Regions from separate parts of the Ovis aries genome. Here region 1 is linked to region 2. Evidence: chromatin contacts called from public Hi-C data. All regions are on one chromosome and are shown on one strand. Each heading gives the region's core, a stretch centred on a gene start, on an enhancer-like site or on the middle of the called end of the contact. The rest is flanking DNA. Distances are from core to core; before and after follow the strand shown.

What was found. Hi-C and Micro-C count contacts between places; a contact is called where the count stands out from the background.
Region 1: a Hi-C map of hypothalamus shows a contact between it and region 2, with 6 times the contacts expected there. The contact joins two enhancer-like sites. A contact is called at or near these places in 5 of 16 Hi-C or Micro-C datasets (hypothalamus, liver, mixed tissues and 1 more).

What each region holds. Positions count from the first base shown.
Region 1 is chr9:51,851,801-51,856,250 of ARS-UI_Ramb_v3.0, reverse strand. No RefSeq gene overlaps it. Among named protein-coding and RNA genes, the nearest start is that of HNF4G, 160 kb to the right of the region's middle. Within about 2 kb of position 2,485, at least 6 of the 54 cell types and tissues checked have an H3K27ac peak or open chromatin away from gene starts, as enhancers often do.
Region 2 is chr9:51,689,263-51,693,874 of ARS-UI_Ramb_v3.0, reverse strand. No RefSeq gene overlaps it. Among named protein-coding and RNA genes, the nearest start is that of HNF4G, 3.1 kb to the left of the region's middle. Within about 2 kb of position 3,229, at least 10 of the 54 cell types and tissues checked have an H3K27ac peak or open chromatin away from gene starts, as enhancers often do.

The sequences.
Region 1 (4,450 bases), core at 1,236-3,735, 160 kb before region 2:
AAAGAGATGGGAATACCAGACCACCTCACCTGCCTCTTGAGAAATCTGTATGCAGGTCAGGAAGCAACAGTTAGAACTGGACATGGAACAACAGACTGGTTCCAAATAGGAAAAGGCTTACGTCAAGGCTGTATATTGTCACCCTGCTTATTTAACTTCTATGCAGAGTACATCCTGAGAAACGCTAGACTGGAAGAAACACAAGCTGGAATCAAGATTGCCAGGAGAAATATCGATCACCTCAGATATGCAGATGACACCACCCTTATGGCAGAAAGTGAAGAGGAACTCAAAAGCCTCTTGATGAAAGTGAAAGAGCAGAGTGAAAAAGTTGGCTTAAAGCTCAACATTCAGAAAACGAAGATCATGGCATCTGGTCCCATCACTTCATGGGAAATAGATGGGGAAACAGTGGAAACAGTGTCAGACTTTATTTGTTGGGCTCCAAAATCACTGCAGATGGTGACTGCAGCCAAGAAATTAAAAGACACTTACTCTTTGGAAGAAAAATTATGACCAACCTAGATGGTATATTCAAAAGCAGAGACATTACTTTGCCGACTAAGGTCCGTCTCGTCAAGGCTTTGGTTTTTCCTGTGATCATGTATGGATGTGAGAGTTGGACTGTGAAGAAGGCTTAGCGCTGAAGAATTGATGCATTTGAACTGTGGTGTTGGAGAAGACTCTTGAGAGTCCCTTGGACTGCAAGGAGATCCAACCAGCCCATTCTGAAGGAGATCAACCCTGGGATTTCTTTGGAAGGAATGATGCTAAAGCTGAAGTTCCAGTACTTTGGACATCTCATGTGAAGATTTGACTCATTGAAAAAGACTCTGATGCTGGGAGAGACTAGGGGCAGGAGGAGAAGGGGACGACCCAGGATGAGATAGCTGGATGGCATCATGGACTCGATGGATGTGAGTCTGAGTGAACTCAGGGATGGACAGGGAGGCCTGGTGTGCTGCGATTCATGGGGTCACAAGGAGTCAGACACGACTGAGCGACTGAACTGAACTGAGAGCTATTATAGTTATTATCTAAAATTTTCCCTTTAACCTTCATGCTTTAATTATTCAACAACTTATTCTGGTATAGAGGTACAATCTTCTGATTCTATTTGTCACCCTACTCAAAATTCTGTACATTTTCTTTTTCTTTAGATAGAAGAGTGCTTTTTAACAATTATTAAAAGTCAGGTCTACTGGTGATGAATTCCCTCTGCTTTTGTTTAATAGGGAAAAGCCTTTGTTTCATCTACATATCTGAAGGATAACTGCTGGATTCTTGCTTGACAGTTTTCATTTTTCAAAATTTTGAATGTGTCAACAAATTTTTCTGAATGTGTCATTCTACTCTTTCCTGGCTTATAGAGTTTCTGCAGAGAAATCTGCTGATAGAATGATGGGGGAGTCCTTTGCAGGGTACCATCATTTCTTCCCAGACAGCATTTAAAATTCTTTCTTTGTCATTGATTTTTTGACAGTTTTAATATACTATATCTTGAGGAAGGTCTTTTTGCGTGAAGGTAATTAGGTGTTCTCTTAACTTCATGGACTTGTATATCCAGTTTCTTTCCCATATATGGGAAGTTGTCAGCTATTATTTCTTTAAATAAACTGTTTCCTTCTTTTTTTCTCCTCTGGGATAACCATTATCCTTATTTGCCTTGCCTAAGGCAGTTAGATAGTCCTCACAGAATTTCTTCGTTTTTTTAAGATCTTATCTCTCTCTTCTCTTCTACCTGTATTACTTCTAGATTCTTATCTTCGAGCTCACATATTCTGTCTTCCATATTGTCTCTTCTATTTCTAATGCTTTCTAATGCATTCTTCATCTTATTTATTGAGTTCTTCAGCTCCAGAAGAGCTGGAGCTGTTTGGTTCACTTTTAGAGTTTCCATCTTTTTAGTAAAGTATTCCTTCCATTCATAAAATCTTGACAGACAAGTTCATCTAGAGAAATATAGCAACTGAGATTGATTTACATGGAACAGAAGCTGCTAGAGCCATAAACTGGTAGGCGTATCCAAAATAAAATTTGATGAATTTCTGGAGGCGGATTATGGACCTGTTGAATTGTTAGAATCAAGTTTAAAAAGCTTTACCTACAGAAGACAAGTGTCAATACTTAGATGGGCCAACAATGAAACAACATATGGAGCACACACACAAAAAAGGGTAGCATAATATCACAAAAGAAAACGACGGTTATCCAGAAACCAAGGTTAAAGTAGCAGAATACTGTGATCTCACAGAGAATTTAAAATAGCTGTCACAATGAAACAGCAAGCTACAAGAAAACTCAGAAACACAGTTCAATGAGCTCAGGAATAAAATTGCAAGTCAACAGGTTAGTAATTACTTTCTTTTGTTTTTCAGTAGGTGGTGCTATAGCACAAGTTTTGGCTTCTCTTACCCGGCTGCCTTGGAGAATCAGCACTTGGCATCCTCCACAGCCTCTGCAGAGGTATTATTGCTCAGTGTGCCTTCGTCACTTTTTATGCGTCACTGGTTCCTTGCTGCTGCCGGTGTTACTGCTGTTGTTGACGTTGTCGCCGGGCACTGGGAAGCTGGGCACGTCTGCCATGTCCAGTGTCATTGAGTTTCGGGCTCTGCCTCCATGTAGGGCAGGGGCGTCAGGATGGGGGGGTGCTTCTGCCGCATCTGAGGTTGCTGGATTTGCAGGTGCTGCCATTGCAAGTGGTGGTGGCAACACTGCAGGTGACTCCACGGCTGCAGAGCAGTCACTGCTGGCCCTGCCGTAGCCCGGAGGCCAGAGCTGTGTATATTACCTCTCTTGCTTCAACCATGTTCTCTGGGGCTGCAGGCTCAGCCATTGCGGCCAAGGGGCTGGGGTCACAGGTGCCATCTCCGCTGGTACCCAGCTTCTGCCTCCGCGGTGTGATGAGGTCCACTCACCTTTAGAGCAAAAGGTGTGTGGGAGTCTACAGATTCCTAGAATGTTGGGCAGAGAAACTGTTGTTAACTTATGGACTGATTTTATGGTGTCAGTGATTTTATACATTCTTCCTCTGATGAGTCCAGGAAAAGCTGTTGACAACTCAGTTTGCCTAGTTTTTTCTTGTGAGAGGAATGATGACTTCCAATCTCCTTTTATGTATGAGATGAAGCTGAAAGTCCTTCTGTTTTCAGTCTTGCTGTAAGACAGTTTTGGGGGTGAAATAAACATAAATCTATTTCTATTTCAGATAATTCTAGGTTCAAATTCTGCTCCTCCACGTAATGAGTGACTTGAAAAATCTGTATGCAAGTCAAGAAGCAATAGTTAGAACCAGATATGGAACAATAGCTGTACATTGTCATCCTGCTTATTTAACTTATATGCAGACTACAGCATGTGAAATGCCCTGGTTGGATAAGCACAAGCTGGAATCAAGACTGTTGGGAGAAATATCAATAATCTCAGATATGCAAAGGATACCATCCTTATGGCAGAAAGCAAAGAGGAACTAAAGAGCCTCTTGATGAAAGTGAAAGAGGAGAGTGAAAAAGCTGACTTAAAACTCAACATTCAGAAAACTAAGATCATGGCATCTGGTCCCATCACTTCATGGCAAATATATGGGGAACCAATGGAAACAATGACAGATTTTATTTTCTTGGGCCCCAAAATCACTGCATATGGTGACTGCAGCCATGAAATTAAAAGATGCTTGATCCTTGAAAGAAAAGCTATGACCAACCTAGACAGCATATTGAAAAGCAGAGATTTTACTTTGCTGACAAAGGTCCATTTCATCAAAGCTATGGTTTTTCTAGTAGTCATGTATAGATGTCAGATCTGGAACCATAAAGAAATATGAGCACTGAAGGATGAGCACTGAAGGATTGATGTTTTTGAACACTCTTGAGTGTCCCTTGGACTTCAAACCAGTCAATCCTAAAGGAAATCAACCCTGGATATTCATTGCAAGGACTGATGCTGAAGCTGAAGCTCCAACACTTTGGCCACCTGATGAGAAGAACTGACTCATTGGAAAAGACCCTGATGCTGGGAAAGACTGAAAGCAGGAGAAGGGGATGACAGAGAATGAGATGATTGGATGGCATCACTGACTTCATGGACATGAGTTAGAGCAAGCTCCGGGAGTTGGTGATGGACAAGGAAGACTGGACTCTCTCTTCCCTCTCTCTTCCCTCTCTCTTCTCTTCAGCCTGGACTTAGTCATAAAGAGTTGGACACAGCTGAGCAACTGAACTGAACTGAAACAAATTATTCCACCTAGCATCAGTTTCCTCATTTGAAATTAGGCTAAAAATATGTATGTAGAGTGTCTATTGTTGGCAGTACTGCAAACAATACATATTTTCAAACTAAATCTTCTACTGACAACACTAGGAAAAAGAGAGGGAAAAGAGATGCACTTTAAAAGTTTTATTTTAAGGCCATGAAGTAGTGAGGCATTGTATGAATACAAGCTGAGAAAGGA
Region 2 (4,612 bases), core at 1,980-4,479:
CATCCGAGATGCGATGGTCATCCGGATCAGGTTTTTGTTAACCAAGCGATATAGCCAGAAGCAGTGGCTCTTAAAAACATCTCAGCAATTTAACTTCGTGGTTTCAGGAATGAATGACTTCGGGTCAAACAAGTAATTATCTTCATGAGATAAATAGTTACTTAATCCCTAAGGTTTTTCTTTTCCGACCGGGGGGTGGCGGTTATTTTAAGCCTGTAATAACAATGCCAGGGAGATCAAAGGGCTAGGTCTTTTTTCTTTTTCTTTTTAGATCAGGTTTACTAAACTTTCTCGGTTTCCTCCTTCTGAATCTCTTGCTGAAAAGCTCCTTTAAAAACAAGTAGTTGGTGTTTCCCAAATCAGAACAAAGAAGAGAGATCATATACTATTTTCTTTAGGTCTACCTACTTGCGCAAAACACATTCTTTTGGTCTCATTGCCCACGTGGTCTGCAAACCAGGTCTCCAAAGCGGCCTCCTTCTGTCCAAATCCGCTCCAGGAAACCCTCCGGAGACAGCCCAAGCATAAGAATAACTATTAACCGGCTGTATTTATTATGCAAATCTTTCAAGGATGTGTTGTTTAAAGATCACCAATGGTCATTCTCAAAAAATATTTCCACATACTTGGATAATGAGTGTAGGTTGTCTTACTCTTGCCAAAATAGAAATATACAGTTCCCATAAAAGGCTGAAAAGTCTGAGTTAGAAACTGTCCATGCCTGTTCTCAGAAACTTTGATGCCATTTGACATCTGTATTTCCCTGCAGAGAAACCAGAGTCTCCGTTTATTTCGCTTTTAACAATCCCTAATGTCAGTGGGTTCGATTTGGGATGATCAATTTCTCATCCATGTGTGGTAGAATCGCTAATCTACCAGGAAATGATCATCATATATTCTGTATCAACAATTATTTTTACACAATATGTAAAACCTCTGCCAGAGAATTTTATTGTCACAAGGATTTTGACTAATAAGGGAAATAACAGTACATTCAAGGAAGTATATAAACTCTTAAGACAGTTATTATCTAAGGGAAGTATCGGGGCTTCCCAGATGGCTTAGCGGTAAAGAATCCGCCTACCAAGCAGGAGAGGAGGGTTCCATCCCTGGGTGGGGAAGATCTCCTGGAGGAGGAAATGACAACCCACTCTAGTATTCTTGCCTGGAGAATCCTGTGGACAGAGGAGCCTGGCAGGCTACAGTCGAGTCACAGAGTCGGAGGCGACTGAACACGCACAGAGGAAGCATTGCGTCTGTTCAACTTAGAAAAATCTGTATGAGTGTAACACTGCCAGTCCTCTCTCACTCGCAGCAAGTAGGGAGTGGTTTCAGGTAATTAAACAGACAAATAAGCGACTCTGTGAACTAAAGGAAAGTATGAGAGGTTGACTCAGCTACAGCTTTGGCAGTTTTTACTAAATCAACCAATGTCAACTGACCCAGCTTTAGAGCATCACTTATATTGTTCCTGAAACTAATTTATTACGATTCTCCATGGCATGGGTTTATGATGCTGAGAATGAAAAATGTGCTCTATGGAGAGTAGTCTCTCCTGACCTGACACATGGCAGGGGTAGGGGTGGGCGGAACAACAAGAGAAGGAAGAGATCGGAATAATTTTTTAGGGCAAGGTTTTCCGAAAATACAAAGTTCTGTTTCAATAGTTAGTATTTAGGGAGAAATCACACACATATGTGTTTATGTCATATCTGCTTTTAATCTGAAATTAAACACCGCAAAGTGGCCTCATAAAATTCTTTGCCTGGCTTTCCTGTTAAATGTCTTGTTTAACCTGGGCTTTTCCTTTTTGCTTTGATCAACTTTTTTACACGATTTTTTTCCCCCTTCCCAATGCCACCAGACCGTCTGGATAAAAATTCCGGGTTTTCCCAGAAGCGCTTCTGATACTATGAATGGAAAGCTGTGGCCTCTGGCAGAGCGGTGGGGAGGGCATGCGCGGGCGGGCGAAACCTGCGGGGAAAAGGTCTTGCAGATCTCAGCTCCTAGAGGCCCTGTCTCCGAGGGCAGCTCCACGCCCTCCGCCTAAACAGAAACCTTCCCCAGACGGGAGGTGTCCACTTCCTGCCCAGGTGCTCCACCTCTGTTGACCCGGTGTCACAGCCGTCGCACCCATATTGGAGCCGGCCACCGCCTGGGAGGGCGCAGTTAGCGGCGATGACCGCCCACCCGCACGCACGCTTCCCTGCCCGGGGTTAAAATTAAAAAGGAAAACTAAAAAACTCGCACAGTTCTCCACCTGCCGGTCCTTTCTGGATTGGGCAAAGCTCAGAGACCCCTTCTAAGCCACTCAGATGTAAAGAACCGCAGGCGGGATGTGGCCACGGGGTTTTCAGGGGCAATTCTAAGGCTGGAGCTGAGCTCAGCGCATCCCCCAACTCAACCTTTGGGGCTACGTTTGACCCTGGGGGCGAATCAACGGATAAAGCAGCTTCCGCCAGAATTTCAAAAACTCCCTGGACTCCACTGAATGTTTTTTGCATCAGAAGTAAAGGATTCCAGTCAGTAGGACTGGCGTGGGGGTCGGGGGTTGGGGAGAGGAGGGCGCCGCAGGTGGAGGTGGGGTGTGTGTGTATGAGAGGAACATTCTAAAGCCATCCTATCTTGGAGTGTAGGGCTCGGGGCTTTTTCTCCCGCCGCCGCTCACTGCCCAGTAACCCAGTCTCTCTCCGGAAAAGCACAGCCCTTTGGTCCCTAGCGCAGTCCTAAGCGAGGCACTGCCGAAGCTTTAAAGCTGCGAGGCCCCCGACTGTGGGAAAGGGGATGCTAAGCCATTTCATCGCCGCCGACCCTGCCTAGTAGCTTCAGTGAGGTCTGCCCCTCCCGCCTGGAGCAGTAGCAGAGTTTGTCTCCGAATCCCGGGCTTTGGTATCCTCGTCTGTATTTGCTTTGTCAGACTTTTCACCGGGCACCCGTCTTTAATGCCTTGAATTTAAAGTGGAAAAACACTCTCCTCTTCCCTAAATCTGCAGAATGGGCAGATTAAACACGGAGGAGGGGGGCTGATTAGTGTTCCCCCCAGCCACAGCATCACCAACACAGTGTAGGTCCTAAAAAGCAACCTCCAGACCCTTGCCTGGCTCTTTGGAGAGCTAGGCTCTTAAAAAACAGACTTCGGAAAAGCTGCAGGCAAGGCCTCCATAGCTAGGCACCCTACTTGCCCACACATTGGCCCACATAAAAATTAGACTTTCTTTTATGGCCTCATCACTAATGAGCACCTAGAGTAAACCCGTGTAAATAAGGCCACAGGACTGTTTCCATTACCTGTTAATCTAAATGAAAAAACCAACATTTCAGATTAAGTGACTCTGCGGACACCTCTGGCTGAGACACTGTCAAAAATCGAACATTCATTAATTCTCAATGTCAACCTAGGGTTCCTGTGCCAAAAAAAAAAAAAAAAAAAGTAAAACTGCTAGGCTGGATCTCTTCCCCAGCTCCTCTCTTTGTAGATTTCCTGCGAAGTATTGACTGCCAAGGTCTCTGCATGATTTGCAAACTTTTACAGTCATTTATGGTACATGCAATAAAAAAGAGGTGATATGAACACGCTAGTTCAAGGTGTAATGCAAAGATATATTCCGTGCCCTTGGCAACTATCTGTGGGACCTATTTGTCTTTGCAGAACACACCCTTCTCTGAAATGAACCCTTCTGTAACAAAGATTGGCCCTTTACATTTCCAGGGCATTGGCCCCTGCATGGAAAGGCATGTGTTCAAACCAGAAATTTTGATTCTTTCTAACTCATTTCAAACCAGGAAAAAAAAAAAAAAAAAGATTCCAATAAAAACTGGGGGAAAAAAAAGAAAAAGAATCTTAAAGTTCTCTACTTCCCTACTCTCTCTTATCATAAAGAAGATAGGGAGGAAAAAAAAGAAAGAAAGAAAATTGATTGCCAAGTTATAATGTAATCTCCAACTGCCCCTTCCATAACAGAGATCCACAGGAACTTCCTTGTTGAGAAAAATAAAAGGATTTAGATTATTCAGAGAAAACACACCATTTTAGATTGTAGGTGCCCAAAAGAGAAAAAAATTGTAAATGTTTTTGCAAAAATACATAGCTAGTCAAATACAGATTTGTTGCTGGATTTTAGTTATACAGTTTTCAATAAAGAAAATAAATTTGCAAGCGTTCTGTTGTTCTACCCTGTAACTGTAGATAAAGACATAAAAGCCTTATTAGAAACTCTACACCCTTTTACCAGTTTTACCAGTCCTTTTTTTTTTTTTTAAGGCTATGTGTGGGAGATTGAGGAAGGTGAAAGAAAAAGAGACTCATTTCCAAAATGTCCTACTTTGAACCAAATCGGTTTTCTCTTCTAGTGTTGCAAATGAGAACAGCTTACACATAGTTTCTGAAAGGCATTCTGAATCCTCTACCTGCCATCTAGTGGACATAAGATAAAATGCTGATTCTAGACATCTTTGAAAGTTTTACGGGTCTTTAGCTGTTTTCTTATTTATAAACCAAAACAAGTCTAAGAAGTGAAAAAGAAAATATAACTTTAAAACTTAAAGGAAATAAAGCAAACAATTGTGTTATGTAAAATAACCACTCAATTGCGTTCCATTTCCTTCTGCTTTT